2 separate regions of the Mus musculus genome follow, and region 1 is linked to region 2. The links are chromatin contacts, called in public promoter capture Hi-C maps. All regions are on one chromosome and are shown on one strand. The core of a region is the stretch at or near the end of the contact, and the rest is flanking DNA. Distances in the headings are between cores, read along the strand shown.

The links. Promoter capture Hi-C pulls out the DNA fragments that hold promoters and counts their contacts.
Region 1: a promoter capture Hi-C map of neutrophils shows a contact between it and region 2, with 6 times the contacts expected there. The contact joins the enhancer-like site here to the promoter of F930017D23Rik in region 2. A contact is called at or near these places in 12 of 39 promoter capture datasets (the 3T3-L1 cell line, 3T3-L1-derived adipocytes, the C10 cell line and 10 more), 2 of 15 datasets of contacts at CTCF or cohesin (the NIH/3T3 cell line and large pre-B cells), 3 of 484 Hi-C or Micro-C datasets (bone marrow-derived macrophages, macrophages and nephron progenitors), 15 of 115 datasets of contacts at active chromatin or transcription factors (the SCID.adh cell line, bone marrow-derived macrophages, craniofacial prominence and 11 more) and 3 of 9 other capture datasets (adipose tissue, embryonic stem cells and liver).

Annotation. Positions count from the first base shown.
Region 1 is chr10:43,854,354-43,859,032 of GRCm38.p6, forward strand. No RefSeq gene overlaps it. Among named protein-coding and RNA genes, the nearest start is that of 4933404K13Rik, 31 kb to the left of the region's middle. Within about 2 kb of position 1,843, at least 63 of the 459 cell types and tissues checked have an H3K27ac peak or open chromatin away from gene starts, as enhancers often do. A contact at or near this core is called in the HPC-7 cell line, bone marrow-derived macrophages and neutrophils, where this site is marked.
Region 2 is chr10:43,591,301-43,595,753 of GRCm38.p6, forward strand. It overlaps F930017D23Rik (RIKEN cDNA F930017D23 gene), which reads left to right and starts at 2,127. Exons shown (of 3, transcript NR_033558.1): 1 at 2,127-2,263.

The DNA of each region.
Region 1 (4,679 bases), core at 593-3,092, 260 kb after region 2:
GCATATAGATCAACAATTAATAAGTGGTACCTCATGAAACTAAAAAGTTTCTATATAGAAAAGGACACCATCACACTAACAAAGAGAAAGTTCACAGAATGGAATTTTTTTAAACCAATTATCCACTAGACATAAGGTTATTATCTAAAATATATAAAGAGATAAAATAATTAAGCATAAAAAGACAAGCAATAGAATAAAAATGGAGCATGGAACTAAACAGAGTTCTCAAAATATGAAAAATAAATGAGATGATTTTTAGGTTCATTATCCATAGCCATCAAGGAAATGCACATTAAAACTGTCTTGAGTATTCATCTTTTCCCAATCAAAATATCTTAAGATTAAAAACAAGCAAACAGTAAATATTGGCATGATATGGGGAAAGGAGATTCTTATTCATTGCTAGTGGGCATGCAAACTGGTGCAGCTGCCATGAAAATCAGTGTGGTGGCTCCTCAAAAGCTAAACAGAGACCTACCTCATGATTCAGTTATCGAGTTCCTGGTCTATACTATCTTATACTGTACTGTACTATACTATACTACTCAATGCTCTTGATATCTTACTACAGACACTTGCTTGTTTGTGCCCATTGCTGCTCTGTTCATAATAGCCAGGAAGTGCAAACTGCCGAGGTGTCCATTCACTGTTGGATAGATGGAGGATGAAAATGTGGTACATTTATATGATGGAATATTACTACGATATCAAAAAATGAAAATGGGGCTGAAGAGATGGCTCAGAACTTAAGAGTATTGGCTGCTCTTCCAGAAGACACAGGTTAAATTTCCAGCATCCATGTGGCAGCTCACAAGTATAACTCCAGTTCTTGGGAGTCCAGTACCTTTTTCTGGCCCCCATGGGCACAATATGTACAAGTGCACATACGTGTAGGCAAACACTCAAACACATAATAGATACATCTCAAAAATATTAAATTAAATTATGAAATTTGCAGGGAAATAAACGGAGCTAAAAACAGATATGGCGAGTGAAGGTAAACTCAGGCTCAGAAAGACAAATGCTGCATGCGTTCTCTCATTTGTAGATGTTAGCTTTGACTCTTTAGATATGTTTGTTTCATTTGGAATACCACAGAGGTCAGGAAACTACTAAGAGGTCATGGAGAGGGGCTTTCAGCAGAGGAAACAGAGACTGCGGGTGTAAAAGTTTAAAAGAGAATTGTAGAACAAGAAGGGATAAATTGGGGTGGGGAGAAGAGGGAAGAATGAAAGAGGGAACTGGGAAGGGATAAATAACACTCACTATCTGTCAACAGGTTGCAATGAGAGCTACATCTGTAGAAACTTCCTAAAGTACAACTGCATACATGCATTTAGTAAAGATAGGAAAGGTAGATTTCTCCTATAGCAGAGCAACAATGTACACCCAAGACACGAGAGGCTAACAAATAAAAATGGCAGTGGCTCTTCAAAAAATTTATTATTATTATTATTATTATTATTATTATTATTATTATTATTATTTTGGGGTTGCTGGCCAGTGCGGTTCCAGACATCACAGGCAATAGCCAGTGCTGCTTGTCATTCTCTAGAACCCGATGGTAAGACCGCTGCTGGAGACAGCACATACTTGCATCACAGATCTTATTGAAATCAAGGTGGTATACACTTAGAAATTTCATTTCTATAGGCTATCCAGAGGAGAAAAGAAAGCATACCCAGCTGTAAAGCCTGTGAGCTACGGTAACATCGGACTGAACAAGACACGCCCACTAATGATGTCACGGGTGTAACCAACCACTCTCTCAGGCTTGCTCCACAAAGAGGAGCTCATACCTGGCCTATTATCAGGCTGAGAACCTGTGGTCAGACAGATCATAGGCCATAGAGAGAACCTATTACTATTGAACATCCCCCTACCCCTCCCCGCATCAAGGAGTGCTGTCTTCTGGACCGCGGAGCACAGATCATGCCCAAACACCAGTTTTCAACACAAAGAGATCCTTTGTCAAGCAAGATGGAGCTACAATGGCTGAATCTGAATCAGACAGAAACAGCGGCAGGTGACTTGGCAGGGGTGGCTTTTAAGGAGAAAAAAAGAGAAAGAAGTCCGTGCTAGGATGAGTTGGTAAGTCCTGAGTGGACATGTTAGTTAATGTAGCCAGACAGGGAAGTTTGATAGCTGGACCTTGGTGGTCAGCCTCAGGAATGAGGAAGTAACCAGATAAGGAGCCAGGTCTTGGTGGCCAGTTTCAGGAATGAGGAAGTGGCTAGATAAGGAAGTCTAGTGGTTTAGCAAGGAGAGAGGAGGGGAGGCCATGTTTGCCGTGGTTGGGCCTGTTAGGGTCACTCAACTATTATTCTGAGAAATTGGCATAGTACTAAAACATCATAATGATCAACAGAGTCCCACAACTGGCTAACAGTGCAGAAGATAAGAGACTGTAGAAAGCTCAGCCCTACAAGGAACATGTATACCACTCCCCCCTCCAGAGGCGCAGGGTCATTGTGGAAGAGGGAATGGGAAAATTGCTAAGAGCCAGAGGTGGTGGGGTGATAACAAGGGAACAGTGTCCCTGGACACAGCAGAACAGCACACATGTGCTCACGGTGGCTACCGACAGCATACACAAGGCTGTACGAGCCCAAGCCAGATCAAATCCAGCACGAGAAGGGAGATGGGCATGAAGTTCCACCCCTAGCCGAGGAACTATTGCCAACTGCTAGCTGCTGAAAGGGAAGGGTCAGTTTTCTACAAGAGTGTAGCCCTTCAGGAGGCAGGAGCAGGTGTTAGTTCAAGGCCAGCCTTGTTTATGAATGGGTTCCAGGACAGGCAGAGCTATGTAGCGAGACCTTGCCTCAAAAAAACAATAACAGTCTTCTGAGATCGGGAGGGATTTGTGACCCTGGCCAGGCTGGCTTTTCTGCTTCCCTAATGCTGTCTCAGGTCCCATGCGATTGGATTGGGATAGAAGTTGTGTTCCACTCACTGGTGGTCCCAAGATCGTGTGGAGAGACCTCTAGGGGACCTTGGGGGTGTCTGACGACTCAGCGCCCAAGGTGACCCCTACTTTATGTTTTTGAAAATGCTTCGATCTCCCTTCTAGCCCACCACCCACCAGAGGTAGGGAAAAGAAAGGGTAATAGGAAACAAGGCTGTGGACCTGTTTAGAAATAGTTCTTTGTCAGAACTATTTTTAAAATTTTTGTTGTCAGAAGTCCAGTCCACTAGTAAAACACCAAACATGAATCAGTAGTAGCTGCTCGATCCAGAAGAAACTGTGAGGATCTGCTCATTGGCACTTTGAGACTGTGGAAGCGACCAGAATACCACCAGAAGTTCTTTGGTGAATTTCTCTCCATTAAATCATTACAGGCGATCAGCAAAGAAAGCAAGGGGAACCAATGCAAGAGAATTGTCCACTGCGTGTTGGGTTTTAATCAAACTCTTTCCAAACATCATGTGCCCTCTCAAGCATCGGCACCAGCAAACCATCACATGCCCTTCATTAGGCAGCTTCCAGAAAAACACCTTATGTGTGTGGTTGTTCTCAGCGAAACATCCTCTCATGTGTCTGCTTTAGTAAAACATCCTCTCCATAAGACCGTTTCCAGAAAAACATCACATGACACAACTGAGCCTCCAAAGAAATCAGAAATTCCCACTTCACATCAACATGGCCTCTGCCTGAAGCAGGGCCATAGACTCCAACATGGCTGTTGGTATATCCAGAAGATGTTCCAACTGGTAAGAAGGGCACATGCTCCACTATGTTCTTAGCAGCCTTATTTATAATAGCCAGAAGCTGGAAAGAACCCAGATGCCCCTCAACAGAGGAATGGATACAGAAAATGTGGTACATTTACACAATGGAGTACTACTCAGCTATTAAAAAGAATGAATTTATGAAATTCCTAGGCAAATGGTTGGACCTAGAGGGCATCATCCTGAGTGAGGTAACCCAATCACAAAAGAACTCACCTGATATGTACTCACTGATAAGTGGATATTAGCCCAGAAACTTAGAATACCCAAGATATAAGATACAATTTGCAAAACACATGAAACTCAAGAAGAATGAAGACCAAAGTGTGGACACTTTGCCCCTTCTTTGAATTGGGAACAAAACACCCATGGTAGGAGTTACAGAGACAAAGTTTGGAGCTGAGACAAAAGGATGGACCATCTAGAGACTGCTATACCCGGGGATCTATCCCATAATCAGCCTCCAAACGCTGACACCATTGCATACACTAGCAAGATTTTGCTGAAAGGACCCTGATATAGCTGTCTCTTGTGAGACTATGCTGGGGCCTAGCAAACACAGAAGTGGATGCTCACAGTCAGCTATTGGATGGAACACAGGGCCCCCAATGGAGGAGCTAGAGAAAGTACCCAAGGAGCTAAAGGGATCTGCAACCCTATAGGTGGAACAACAATATGAACTAACCAGTACCCCGGGAGCTCGTGTCTCTAGCTGCATATGTATCAAAAGATGGCCTAGTGGGCTATCAGTGGAAAGAGAGGCCCATTGGTCTTGCAAACTTTATATGCCTAAGTACAGGGGAAAGCCAGGGTCAAGAAGTGGGGAGGGGGGAGTGGGGGGATGGGCACGGGGGATTTTTGGGATAGCATTGGAAATGTAAATGAAGAAAACACCTAATAATAAAAAAGGAAAACAAACAAACAAACAATAACAGTGAAAAAGTGCA
Region 2 (4,453 bases), core at 877-3,376:
CCACACCCAGGATCACCACTGTCCTTCAACAGACCTTACACCATTCGGGCATCTGACAAATGTGCGTATCTTTTATTTTTCCCTTTTCATAGACCCCACTTAGGGTCGGGTCAGTTATCCAGTATAAAGAATTTCTTTTCTAATTTTGGTATGATGGTCAAAATTCACCATCTTGGGGTGCTTGCTTCTTGATTACCCTTCAGATTAAAACTCAGTTCTAAAGTCAGTTTACATCTGAGAAACTGTAGGAAGTTTCCATATTTATGATTTCTGACGGGAAAGGAACTGTCTCCGAGAGCGAAGGGTCTGAGGCACTTTAGCTGTCCCGCCTCTTGGCAACTGGCAGCAAGGAAGCTTGGTGAGAGGCACACTTGCAGAATGGGTTTACACTTCCTCTCCACAGACATCGGCTCTTCCAGTCAGGCCACCGCGCCCAAGTCACTGCTCACACACCAGAGATGCCTTTCTCTCGTGGCTCAACCTTCTAGAACTGAAAAATCTGTCATTTAAGTGAGAGGCATCTAGGTGGTTTTTCTCAATCTGTCCGTCCCTGCCACCGCTAGCTGTCATGACCTTTGGGAGCTGTGAGTCCTCCTCATCTCTCTCCTTCTAGCTGTCCTTGCCCCTTCCCCCAAAGTATCGCTCCTTAGTTTAATACCATGGCTGCCGTTTGCCTACAAGAGCAGGAATCCCCACTTCCAGTGCTTAAGGCCCTTTCCAATCTGACCCTAGTCCCAAGTTTCAGCCCATCTTCAGCCACATCAGACTGCTTACCATCCTTCAAATACCTTCTTTTTCGTATCTGTGTGACTCTTTCATTTTCTTTTCTCTCTGGTGTGTGGTGTGTGGTGTGTGTGTGTGTGTGTGTGTGTGTGTGTGTGTGTGTGTGTGTGGGCATGCATGCAAGTGTATCTGTGTGTGCAAGTGCACACGAGAAGTGTGTGTATGCTCGTGGAGGTCACGGTACAACCTTAGGCACTATTTACCTGGAGCTTGCCGAGTGGGTTGATCTGAGCTGACCATTGCTCCCCAGAGAGTCACCTGTGTCCACTTTCCCAGCATGTGGATTGCAAGCGTGGTGGATTATGTACCACCACTGCTAGAGATAGAGGAAGGTCTTCTCTAAATCAAAGGAAGAGTTCCTGAGAGACCAGCCATTTAGAAATAGTACCAACCACCATCAGGGTTTTTTTTTTTTTTTTAATTAAAAACATTTTAAATGTAGATCGTGATGATCAAATTCAGGTCCTTCCACCTCTAAGGCAAGCACTTTACTGCCAGGTCCATCCACCCCACTCCTGAACTCAGATCACATTCTTTGTTGTTGTTGTTGTTGTTGAGACAAGTTCTCTCTGTCCCAAGGCTATCCTGGAACACAGTATTCAGTCCATGTTGGCCTTGAACTCAGGCATTAGACACCACCCCTGGCTGTGGCTTCATGATACTTCAATGCATCCATCCAATGTAACCAAGGTGAGGGTGGTCGATCCAGGCTTCTGTTGGCTTTCAGCTTGTTGCCTGCTACCAAATGCTAAAAGATCTTAGCCAAAGGGCCCAACGTTTCTGTTACCCCGGAGTCTTGCCTGTCAGATGGGCTTGATAGTAATGTGACCTATCTCATGGGGTGGGTACAGACTCAAACAAGTTAACACACAAAGCCTCAGTACGAAATCTGGCCCATTGCAATGAATGGACACACTGGCAGGATTATTTCTTGCTAGGGCAGAAAAATTCGTTATGACTTTTCTGTCAACATTGCTGTTCCCTGAAAGAATCTGCCTTCCTCATTTCTTGGGCTATGGCAGAGGGTAGGTAAGCAATGGATGGTAAGTGAAATAGATTACTTTCATACTCTATTACCAGGGTAGCTGGGAAGAGGAAGGGCAGACCTCTGCTAGTCTATTAGGTCTGAAGAGAAGTTGGGACTATTTCTAAATGACTGGTCTCTCAGGACCTCTTTGCATTAGAGAAGAACCTCCCCAGCTATAACAGTGGGGTTCAATGACAGCACACAGCAGGGCCACTTGGGAAACTTGAGAAAATACTCATACTTCTCCCTGCCCAGGAGACTCTGATAAACAGGTCTGGGTGGAGCCCAGTCCTCCGGAGGTTTGAGGAGCTAAGCAGATGATTCTAAAGCACAGCAAAGTTGAGACACTAAATGCTGGGCGTGGGTACGAGCAATGCTGCCATCATTTCAATTGCGGGCTGGGCCAAATCTTTGTGCTCAGCAAAGACCTTTTCACCAGGGGCGTGAATAGAGGTAAGTGAGGTGGCCACTTTCTCCCAGCCCAGTTTGGTTCCTACCCAAAGGGGCATCGCAGTGCTGTGGCTCTGCTCTGTGTGCAGGAATGTCTTCCCTGAAGGCATGGAGATCCACGGAGGGTTGTGCTCTCTTGAGTTGGTGAATAAATAATCAAGGACATTCTTTAGCTGAATGGTACCTCTGAGCAGGAAGTGTGGTCCTACCACAGCAGGTCTTGTTTGAATGGCTGTATGGATTTTGCATGAATCACCCCTGTCCAACGCTGGAGACACCCTTTCCAGAAGATCCTGATTCCAGTCTGCATCCATCAACCAGTTGCAAGGCTCTTGGAAGCATCTCTGGGCTTTTGAGCGATTTCACTCGACCAGGTACTTTCTAGTTTATAAATACGAGAGGATTCCATTCCGCTTAGACAATTCCACGATTGAGAATGGGCTTTCCTTTCCCCAAGCTTACGTAAACTTGCTCTCCAACTCACAGACACTTGGGCATCGAGTTTTTAAGCTGAGCCCACAAAAACGAAGACAAGTTCACTTTTATTATTTCTAGAGACACCATCATCTTTAGTCAGTGACTTGGTGTTTTTTACCCTCCTGTACTTAGTGAGGACTTGGGAGAGATTTCTTCTGATGAATCAACATAATTGACTTTCTAATTAAACACAGTACAACAATTTTAAATTGTTTCATGGAGCTTATGAAAGACAGCTAGTGTCTCAACACTTGTTGAGACACGGGTGCAAATGCAATCAGGAAACGAGGGTTCCCTGTATGATCTTACAATTGCTGCTGTGCTTATCAGTATGTATTAGGGTTTGTATCTACTTATTACAGGTTGTGTATCTCTTATCTGAAAACCTTAGGGGTTGTATTTTATATTTTGGAATATTTGAATACACATGGTTGGATATCTTGGTGATCATACCAACCTCTAAACAGAAAATTGTTTTCATATATATTTTTTAAACACAGACTGAAGCTAAGTGTGTGTGTGTGTGTGTGTGTGTGTGTGTGTGTGTGTGTGTGTGTGATATTTATTAACTTACTGCAACAGAATCTCAGGCATCATAAGCTTCAGAATTGCTGTGTAGCCAAGAGTGGCCTTGAATGCTTGACCAGTTTGCATCCATCTTCTGAGTGCTGGGATTATAGACAAGTGCCATCACACCTGCAATGATGTATTTTAAGTCTTCCTGTGTTTTGACTGTCACATGTCACATGAGGTCAGATTTTGGGCTCAGTGGGCAAGTGTGCTGGCTATTTGTCTTAGGGTTCCATTGCTATGAAGAGACACCATGACCAAGGCAACTCTTGTAAAGGACAACATTTTAATTGGGACTGGCTTACAGTTTCAGGGGTTCAGTTTATTAACATCATGATGGGAAGCAGAGTGGCAGGCAGGCATGGTGCTGGAAGAGCTGAGAGTTTTTCATCTTGATCCACAGGCAGCAGAAGGGGACTGTCTTCCACAGGTAGTCAGGAGGAATGTCTCATTCACACTAGGCAGAGCCTGAGCATGGGTGGAGACTTCAGAGTCCACCCCCACAGTGACGCACTTCCTCTAACAAGGCCACACTTCCTAATAGTGCCACTCCCCATGGGCTAAACGTTTAAACACACGAGTTTGTGGGGGCCAAATCTATTCAAACCTCCAAACTCCTCTTCCAGAAGACCCAGATTTCATTCCCAGCACCCACATGTGGCTCACATGCATTGGGTAACTCTAGTTTTATGAGATCCAACACCCTCTTTTGTCCTCCTTGAATACCAACCACACACACACACACACACACACACACACACACACACAGACTCACACACAGCAGCAGCAGCACATCATCACTATTGCCACCACCACCACCACCACCATTGCCACTGAAGGTCCTTATGTTTTCATTGCAATCATATTACTGCGATATCTCTAGTCCCTTGTTAGAGACAGAGTCTCAGGTAATGAAAGGTCACCCCAAACTTAATATGTAGCTGGAAATGACCTTGCACTCCTGACTGTCCTACCCAGACTCCAGTGCTGGGATTATTTTGTGCAACACCACACCTGGCCCTGTGTGCATTTAAACAGTGATTCAGGCAGAAGTGCTGAGGTGTGTGGTCCTTATGTGGGCTCTAGAGAAAGGGTTTCCAAAGAATGTATGGTCGATGTCAATGTCGATACAGCCCTGCTACACAC